2 separate regions of the Drosophila melanogaster genome follow, and region 2 is linked to region 1. A link is a contact called in public Hi-C data. All regions are on one chromosome and are shown on one strand. The core of a region is the stretch at or near the end of the contact, and the rest is flanking DNA. Distances in the headings are between cores, read along the strand shown. Region 1 holds the start of DCTN5-p25 (Dynactin 5, p25 subunit). Region 2 holds the start of lace (lace,).

Region 1 (4,985 bases), core at 1,389-3,888:
CATGCTCATCCACTGCTGCTGCTCCTCGCGCGCCTGCTCCTCGCGTGCCTTGGCGAACAGCTCCTGCTGCTGGCGCAGCAGCTCCTCCTCCGGAATGCCCAGGTTCTCTAGGCGCGTGCTCTGGCGCCTTCGCTTGGCTGCCACCTCCTTGCAGTCGTGCAGAACGGCCTCCGCCTCTTGTTTGTAGTCGTGAAAACCCAAGCGTTCCAACGCCTCCAGGACGTGCTCTGCGTTTATCGTCTTCTTGTTGCGCATGTTGCACACCTCGTTGGCCTCCGAACTGATCAGATGAATGAACTCTGAGCAGCAGTTGAGTATCAGCTCGCGACTCTCGTTGGCCACCCGCACCGTGGGCACCAGCTCCTTGATGATCTTGTTGATGCTGGCCCGTGGCAGGGTCAGCTCGTCGTCCTCGGCGCTGGGCGGCAGTAGTTCTTCCTGCGGATTCGACATGGCGTCCTGGTTTCAAGGAACAAACAAACAAACAAACTTGGAAGCAGATGTTTTTCTCGGATTTACTAGTATAGTGTGCTAGAGTGGCCGTTTACTGCTAACAGAAAAATGTAATCGAAAAATTATTGTTTTTGTAAATAAATGAAATCATTAATTGATTGAAATGAACTATATAAAGCATATATAGCTAAAAATAAAATATATAAATGATGATATAAAATGATGTATATCATTTATGTATTCAACACAAATTTAATGGCTTAATAATCTTTGATTAATTTGATTTTGATGAATATTATAAATAATACAGCCTTTTTTTAAATGGCAGACTTTTCAAATAAAAGAATAATTTTTTTATAATTCCTACCATTATTTATATAAATAGTTTTTTTTTTTTTATTTGAAAAACCAAATGTACTGTTCTTTTTAAAACTCCACTCTTCGTTTAGTATATTTTTAAGTGTTTAGTATTTTTTTAAGTGTACTTAAGCGGCTAAGCAACGGTCACTTTGAGAAATAGAAAACAAAAAGTTGAGCTGTTTAAATTCCGGCTTATTATTAATATATTACCACAAAATGGGGGACTACGATTCCGATGATGAAAAATCACAGGTGGAGAAGCTGCGCCACGCCAAAGTGCCGCGCGGAATGTTCGTGAGCGGCTGGGACGACGATGCCGACGAACTGATCGAAGAGGACAAGAACCCACAAAGTAAGTAGAATACATTTTAGAGAAATAGTTTAATTAAACATCATCATAGGCAGCATTGAACGCATGATTCTGTGGGCGGTGAACGAGAACCGCATCAGCGAGGTGCGGGAAATCCTAAAACTGGACGCAGACACCGTGAACGCCAAGGATAACGACGGATACACGCCGCTGCACCGAGCTGCCTATAATAACTTTGTGGATATGGCCAAGTTGCTGCTGCAGTACCATGCCAATCCCAACGCCCGCACGGAGCTGGGATGGACGCCATTGCACTCCGCCTGCAAGTGGAACAATGCGGATTGCGCCCATTTGCTGCTGCAGTTTGGCGCCGATGTAAATGCGGAATCGGACGGCAAGCAGACGCCGCTTCACATAACCGCCACTGTGTCCAATTGTCGGAATACGGCCACGGTCCTTCTGCTGGACCGATACATCCAGCCGCGCAAGGAGAACAACTCCGAGGAACTGGCCTCGGTGATTGCCCGTCGTACTGGCATGAGTTTTCCCATTTTCGAGTCCGGCGAGGAAGCCTACGACTGCGAAACGGGACTGATAGATTAATCACTTAATAGTCAAACTATGCGCATACTTATAGAATAACTAATATAATATGTTTATTTCATAAATAATGTTTTCTGTCGATGGAATTGGTAGACACCACGATTTTCAGCTGGCTGGCGCTGGAGCCCTCACGAAATGCTCGTAGAATGACTTAGTGTAGTTGATCATCTCGTCCTGCATGGCGGCGGGCACAAAATACGGATTGCCCTGGCCACCCTCGATGGTTCCCCTCGCCGTGTAACGCATGTAGCTGGACACGGTAGTTTCTGGCGGCAGGACAGCCCCATCCTCAATTACACAGCAGTCTTTCAAAACACAGCGACGGCCCTGAAAGATGGTAAAAGTAAATGGATTACAAGGGTATAACAATAAGTAATAGCTTACTATGATGGCATTCTTGCCGATGTACACATAGGATCCAATGGTGGCCGCCGAGACGACTGCTCCTTCGCCAACGAAAACATGCTCACCGACGTGCATGGGAAAGAAGGCGATTCCCTTGCTGAATTGTTTGTACGGCGGTCGGATGACGGAGTTCTTGCCAATCACACAATATCTTCCCGTCCGGACATTGGCCAGATCGCCGCGAATGATGGCGCCGCTCTGTACGATCACCTTGCCGTTCAAAATAATGTTTTGGGAACCACAGAGCACCGTGTGGCGACTAACTTTGTTACCCGAAGCCTGTAAACAATCAGTTTTTTGGTCATGATGAGGTCATCTCTTAGTGCTTAAATGGAATCCCAAAGCGGAAGTCAGTGCGAATACTTGCCGTCTCTACGTATTCATCTTTGCTGTAGTAGGTATCCGGAATTTCCATGATTAATCAGCAGTTTTAAAAACTATTTTTAAGTAAAGTAAATAAAATAGTGAAACTGCACTTGCGAAAATATTTCGACCAGCTGATGTGTGTGGTCGCAGTGTATAGTTGGTAAAATACCAAATGTAACGCGTTAAGTCAAGACCTAAACCACATTAGCTTGGCGCCAAATTTGAATTCAAATTCGTTGCATTCCATTGATTTTCCATTGAAGAGCTTGGCATTACATCTAATTATTAATTAGACACACGCGAAGTTTTACAAATTACAAGCTGCCTTGGCGGGTGCATAGAAAACCCAGGTGTTTAACCCACTTTGACCCTGAACTTTTAGCCATAATTCTCAAATCACGATGCACATCTAGACAGCTGCTCTTCAGGCGCAAATCTGCTGGCAGAACGAAAAGAATGTGCATAATTGAACTCACACAGCTGTTGGCTGAAAGCGCAGTAAGCTCCGCCGCCTCCCATTGACGCACCGACCTTCCAAAACTTTTAACTTCCCGCTGTCCGACGCTCCAACGAAGTTCCAATTAATGCGCTCCTTAATAATCGCGAGACCCAGCCCATTGGCTTAACCTTCGCGGGGCACGCTCGAATGCCTCAAGCGGCGGCAGCTCTGGCAGCATTTTAATTTGTTTATGTTTTCATTACTATTTTCTTCGTTTGGCTCTCCACATTTTGCAGAAGTAAGCAAAGCTATGGATTTGCGGGCTTTTCCATATATGATTTAACTACGCTTAAAGAATGTCAATTAAACAATAAAGAAGACTATGTAAAGTTGAAAGGGTATACTAGATTCGTTAAATAATATGTAACAGGTAGAAGCAAGGGTTTCCGACTAAATAAAGTATATATATTCTTGATCAGGATCTGTCCGTTTGAACGTAGAGATCGCAGGAACTATAAAAGCTATTTGAGATAAAAGCTAGAAGGCTGAGTAAAGGGTATCTAATAGTCAGAGAACTCGACTCTCTTGTTTTTTTTTAATCATTTTCCATACATTCTTTAACAGATTTTACGAAAATATTAACTAAACATGGAGAAATAGTAACGAAATTTGTTAGCGCAGAAATCTTTTGTTATATTCAGACTTTTAAGAACAACTGCCTTTCTTAGCTACAATGAATTTCCCCACCCCACTTGACCTTCTTGGTTTGAACTATCTGAACTTTGCCATTATTGCTTTTCTATGCCAATTACTGCAAACAATTGTGCCAGTCTATTGAAGCTTTGAAGAATCCGCCAAAAGCAAAGAACACAAATCGTTTAACCTTCGGCGAGAAAAACCGCATCGGAATCTATTAATCTGTTTGGTGTTTGCACTTTTGAACTTAAGGTTAATAAACTTGAACTTGAATAATGTTTGGAAATTAATTGAGTTGTGCACACAAACAACTCTTCAATCGGTTGATCAAACAAATTATTCCAATTTGTTTCATTTCGGATTTAAAAATGGTGCCTATTGTTAAGTGTGATTTTCAGCAAGGCGAAACTGAGATGAATCGGTTATTAATTAAGTGTTTGATTAAATATACGAAGCAGCTTCAATCATTTCTCGATGCTGGTGATTAAAGCAAATCTAAACGATAAAGTGATTTAAGATATAGGGAGATATGAAATCCGAAATCAACCTAGGTACATACTTTTGTAACCTCAAGGTAATTTTCTGTAATATTTGTAACTTTCCCTGCCAGCAATTAGAAGTCCATGGCCGCGAAGGTCTTGACTTCGTCGTAGAACGTGTAGTCAAGTGTTTGCCTTACACTAGTCCAACAGCGATCGAATAAACTCTTCTGCCACATTTCGACCTTGGGCAGCCCACGAAGGAGGGCCGCGAGCTATGTGTGTGTATGTAAATATTTACAATAGCCAACTCATCCGCGACCTTGATAATTGGTTTCTGTTGTATCAAGTGGCTGTTGTTGGGAAAACTCATTATTAAATGGCCAGCTAATCAAGATCAAGAAACACGCACTCTGCCCTTCCCATCGCCACCAAAAAAAGACAATCGCTCACGATCGCATTGATCTTGATGGCTTTATGGCTATAAAATTTTTGAATTGTTTTCTCCGAGACAAAACCGGCGGCACTAGATCGCATAATTATTGAATGGAAATTACACTGAAACTAAAACAATGCCAGTGCTATCCAGTTAGATAGTCATGTCATGTTTAATTGAATAATTGCAAATGGCTTACATATATACATATGTGTATATATATATGTGATTTGGCCAAGAACAGGCGAGTTGTAATAATGCAATAATGAAGGTGAAACGACAAATGAAATTAATTGGAATTAGCAAAATTGTGAAAATACTTGTTGCATTCAATGCGCGCAAGGTAAGTTGGAGTGAAAGAGTCAGTCTGAGAATGTTGCATAATATTTTCACTTTTTTCCCCCAGCTGACCGACAAAAACAAAAAGAAAAAAAATTA
Region 2 (4,985 bases), core at 1,769-4,268, 490 kb before region 1:
CCGGATGGTAGTTGATCGAGCTGGGACTCTGTAAGAGGGGAGAGGAACGATTATTGGCTGGTTATCGCTATCATTGGTATCACTGTGAATCTTCATAATTTCCATTGAAAATCACTCATCAAAGAGCAAATAATCAATATTGTTAGACGGGCTAGATGGGAAATTGTAAGACAGATTGTAAACATGTTCGCTTCAAAGGGATCAGCACAGTAATACCCATTTATACGAGTATGTATATCAAAACTTATAGTTCTCATGCGTAAACGCTTTTATAAAAAAATGAAAAATTCTACATTCTCACTTGCTTGCCCTTTCTATGCGTTCAGTCAATTCATCAGTCAATTAACATTTAACTAAAAGATCCATATATGCAAGGTACGTATGTACATATATAAATACAATCACACGATAACTGCTGAACAATTTGCTCCACCGCTCACATGAGCCGAGTTCGACATGAAGTCACACAAAAAGAGACAGACACAAAAATCATACAGGGGAAGCCATAAATGTATATAGTATTTGTGTGCCCAACTTGGCACACTTCAACCTCACCAGCTAACAAATAGAGCGTTATAATTAACGTACTTATTTAAGTGTATATATCATTTGCTTATTGATTTTGCTGGCCAAAGGATCCGATACGAGACATATATATATCTCATTAACTGAGCAACACAAACTGCAGATATATATTCCGAAAAATATATATAGTTGAACGTCAGCTTAATCGTATAACAATAACGAGTCGGCGACAATAATATTTCGTGTTTATTATCATTTGCCACCGGGCTTGTTTACTAAATACGATGAGACGGAGTGCGGGGAGCGAAAAGTCAAGTGGGTTACGCGATGCCTAGTTATTTAATGGAGTCCCAGTGTTAGGGTATATAGACGAGCTCGAAGCTACCGTAGAAAGATCAAAATCGAAACCGACATAAATAAATAAATAGAAAAAGTGTAATACTAATTACGCTATGGGTCGCGTACAGAAGGACAGCTAAGTAGGGAGCATGGTGTGGGATCCAGATAATGACTTCCATATGTTGGGGATCCATGGAGTCCAAGATAACGACTGACAATCGACCAGCGCACGCCAAGTTCTAACCGATTTTGTGGGGATTCCAAGAAGTATTAGCTGTGAGTCAGTAGATAATTGCTTTGGCAATTTCATATTCTTAAGTATTTCTTTTTTATTTAAGCCTTTACCTTTGAAATCATGCATACTGTAATCTTGCCGAGCTGATAAAAGTTTTCTATCCGTTGATATTGGAGATATGAGACTTGCACGCGCTAACATTATTTTCGTGTGATTAAAAATTTGAAAAGGTCTTTAGTTGCCATTAAATCAAGCTGAATGATTTCAATAAGTTGTCGCCATGGTACGGAACTATTTCATTAAATAAATTTTATGTAAACCATTGTATTACTTTCCGAAAAAAAGAAATACAAAGCTACCAATAATGAAATCTTTAGGTACTTAAAAGAAAACTAACAATTGCTCACTCCCCAAAGATCGAATTGTATCGGAATTACCCAATGAATGTAATGTTATAATATGTTTATCTTATCTTTTTAAAAAGTTATGAATAATAAAAAATATGATAATCGGTTAAGTATACCCGCCAACAGTTATTCTTTGGCAGCCCAGACGCAGGGAGAGTCCATGAATTTTAAAACAAAACTCTTATCACCGACAAATCAACGCCCACCCAAAACCGCTGCCTTCGGAGATTGCGGAGCATTGTGATTCACCAGCGAATCGCATTCTGCGAGGCTTTACGTAAAAGACTGGTGGAATGGGCCTGATAAGGCGAGCCGGGCATGGCGTGGCATGACAATATTATGACCAGACCAGCATTGTGCCGCTCTCCCCACACACATTGTGCACCCAAACTACGTACTTATGTGTGTGTTTGCTTTGGGGTCGTACTCCAGTCACTAGGAAAATTTCGAATGAGTGCAGGAGTGCCGAAGAAGAGACAATGGCTAGATTAGAGAGTGCATGTGGTAAAATGGACTAGCGTACCAAACAGTTTAACGCACATCTAAAATAGGTATTATGAAATTTCTGAAATCTAAGTTACTTTAACATGCTGATGTTCTTATCTTAGGGCTTAGTCAATTGTAAGATAGCTATCTCAGAGGAATGTATAGACTACTTAAAATTATAATAATGAAAGTGAAATAATATTGCCCAATACTTTAATTTCCAACACTACAAATTGCCTTTCATGATCACAATTTATGAAATAACTCTCTGATCGTATATGATGATAGGATATTTCCGCAGAGTTCTAATAGTTTCTATCATCCGGAAGTAGCCAAAATACGCCAAATGGTCAGCACTCGCGGCGAAAAGGAAAACACGCGAGGAAAACACTGCAGTGGAGGGAAAACAGCTGTGGCTGCCCGATGACCCAGAAGCGGGAAAAGCGGAGGAAAATCGCCAAAAAGGGCAGCAAAAATTGGGCCGAAATTCTCCAGCTGACGCACGCCTTCACTCTCACTCTCTCTCCCTCTCTCTTATGCGCGCTCCCTCGCTCTCACACAAAATCAATAATTCGCCGGCTGGAAGAGCGAGCGAGAGGGTGAATGGAACCAGCTATGGAACCACATTTTTGGCCAATTTTTATGGCCTTTTAGCTCGTTATTTTCGTTTCGTCCAAGTGTTTAACTCGCGTTTCACCCCGCACACTGAGCGAAAATGCCTGGCTCACCTGGGCGTCGTTTGCGGGCTTCGGCTGGCAGCGTCGCGTGCGAATTTCAGTGTACGCGGGTGCCGAGAACTTCCGGAGAAGTTCCTGTTTTTCCGGGGCACTGAGATCTGCCGCCCCATTGCCATTCGGCACCTTTCCGTTTCCGTTGGTCGTCGCATAGCTCTGCTCGAAAACCGTTCCAGAATCGCCGTCGAAATTGCCCATTATTCCGTTGCCGATTTCCGATTACTCAGCGGACAAAAAATTACGGAGAGATCGATGCGTTTTGCTTAAATAGGTTTCTTTCTAATTGGAATGGTGTGGCCAGTTACTCGGCCAGCTGTTATACTGAAAACTGCGCGCCTTCGGTATTTTAAGGTACTTATCGTATTTTCACATATAATTTAAAAGGCCACATTTTGTGGAATAACGCTTCCGGTTGTGTTCTCTGCTTTTAGTACTGCCAGCTCCTAGCGAATACCTCCACCATGCAAGCAGTTCAAGCCACAGTGCTGTTTAGTATACTTTCTGAGCGCCAGATGTCGCAAAAGAGAAGTAGATTTTTGTATTAATTAGATTTTCAAAGAAATTTATTTAAACTAAAATGGTTTCTATTTTAGTCACATAGGGGTTCAACTTAAATTATTTGACAGCAATTTAATGAAAATATATAAATTTATATATGATACGAGGGTTCAACAATGTATCATTTAAGTGGGAGATAAGCTAAAAAAAATAATGTTTTATATTCCATTACATATTAGAAACCACAAGTTTTCAGACTTAACACGTCAAGCATTTTCCCCTTGAGCATTAAAATCGGTCCAAAACTTACGCAAAGAAAAATTCCGCCTCGCCGGCAATAATAAATTAGATTAAAATGCACAAAGAAAAGGAGGAAAACAGAATTTCAGGCAACAGATATTCAGATAAAAGTGCGTAAAGCGGCAATTGTAGTAAAATTCATGAGCTGCGAAGTGCGTTGACTCTTTGCCGCAAGGAGACACGTCTCGGGCAGTGGATTTCGCCTCATAAATAGATCATCTCCATACCGCAGGCTTTTGTTTTTCTTCACATTTTATTGCGGAAGAATTTCGACTATTTTGTAAATTAATCTGCTGTGGCCGGCCGATGACACTTTTCAAGGATTTTCAGAGCCCATTTCAAAATCAAAACATTGAACTCGCATTTCAGTTTCGTTTTCAGTATGCGCCGCATCCCAACTGTGGGTAAACAACATGAAAACGACGCTAAGGCTTCTAATTGAGTTGGAAGCTTTTGTGGCAGATGTAGCCTCTGCAAAATGCCAACACGTTCCCCGGCAAAAGCTGCACCGATCGCTACATCGATATGCAAATGATTGCCAAATTGTCGTAGCCGGAGATGCCAAAAATTTGAAACCCAATCTGAGTCCAAGTCACCAAAGTGGGTGCTACTGTCAGGGCTGAAGCCCTTTGAGCCGCAGGCCCAGAAAGCGGGTCACGTCGGGTTTTCATCCAGCGATTGCCGATCGACGCCAGCGGCACCCTGAAGGCAAAAGTTTCCGCCGATGCCAGAGGGAAAATCACATACCCTTTTCGAGAAGGTTTCATTTATTTCTCAAAGCACTTAATCAAGGATGAGGATATTCTAAAATATAGCATATATTATTACTTGGTCTATTTTAGTAACATGTAAATATTGTATAATAAATTAAATAGGATTTTTATATTCCACTTGACAATCTCATGACATTGAAAGTATATAATGTAAAGTTGAAAATTTCATGAATTTGTTGACTTCGATCATTATTACTTATTTCTATATTTTGCACTTCTATGCCAAGTTAATCCCTAAAACGGAGAAAAATGCATTGTATCTCAAAGCTAGCCAATTTCTGTCAAAGATTCTTAATGCTTATCTCGATGATCTGATGGTGCAAATCGCTTTTGAATGCCACAAACCGTGTTTCTGTCTGCAATTTCGGTCCGCTAACTGCGATTTCGGTTGTCTGTGTATTTTTGGTGTTGCTGCTAGTTGTCGATTGCCGGTTGTTGTTGGTTGCATGTTGGCGGTTTTGCACTTTGGCTGGTTCGCTTATCGAGTGCGGAGTTCAAGTACAATGGCAGTTGAGTCGTTTTTCGGTCCTGACAAATATTTGGCAATTGTGTAATCAAATTACCGGATCAAATCTGACTTGCCGCCTTTGCTGGGAAATTCACCAGCAAAATGGTATCATATTGCTAATTAGTCACCAACGTAAATGAAGTGACTTGTAATTTAAAATTTTCTGTATACCATTTCTAC

What was found. Hi-C and Micro-C count contacts between places; a contact is called where the count stands out from the background.
Region 2: a Hi-C map of the Kc167 cell line shows a contact between it and region 1, with 1.7 times the contacts expected there. The contact joins the promoter of lace here to the promoter of DCTN5-p25 in region 1. A contact is called at or near these places in 1 of 107 Hi-C or Micro-C datasets (the Kc167 cell line) and 1 of 6 datasets of contacts at active chromatin or transcription factors (the Kc167 cell line).

Annotation. Positions count from the first base shown.
Region 1 is chr2L:15,003,386-15,008,370 of dm6, reverse strand. It overlaps DCTN5-p25 (Dynactin 5, p25 subunit), which reads right to left and starts at 2,638. Exons shown (of 3, transcript NM_165097.4): 1 at 2,499-2,638; 2 at 2,111-2,410; 3 at 1,764-2,053. The coding sequence starts at 2,546. The coding sequence ends at 1,832. Ankrd49 reads left to right here and starts at 940. Exons shown (of 2, transcript NM_135891.4): 1 at 940-1,165; 2 at 1,215-1,788. The coding sequence starts at 1,030. The coding sequence ends at 1,726. NC2beta (Negative Cofactor 2beta) reads right to left here and starts at 558. Exons shown (of 1, transcript NM_135892.4): 1 at 1-558. The coding sequence starts at 453.
Region 2 is chr2L:15,497,160-15,502,144 of dm6, reverse strand. It overlaps lace (lace,), which reads right to left and starts at 3,018. Exons shown (of 4, transcript NM_057266.5): 1 at 2,721-3,018; 2 at 1-28. The coding sequence starts at 2,924.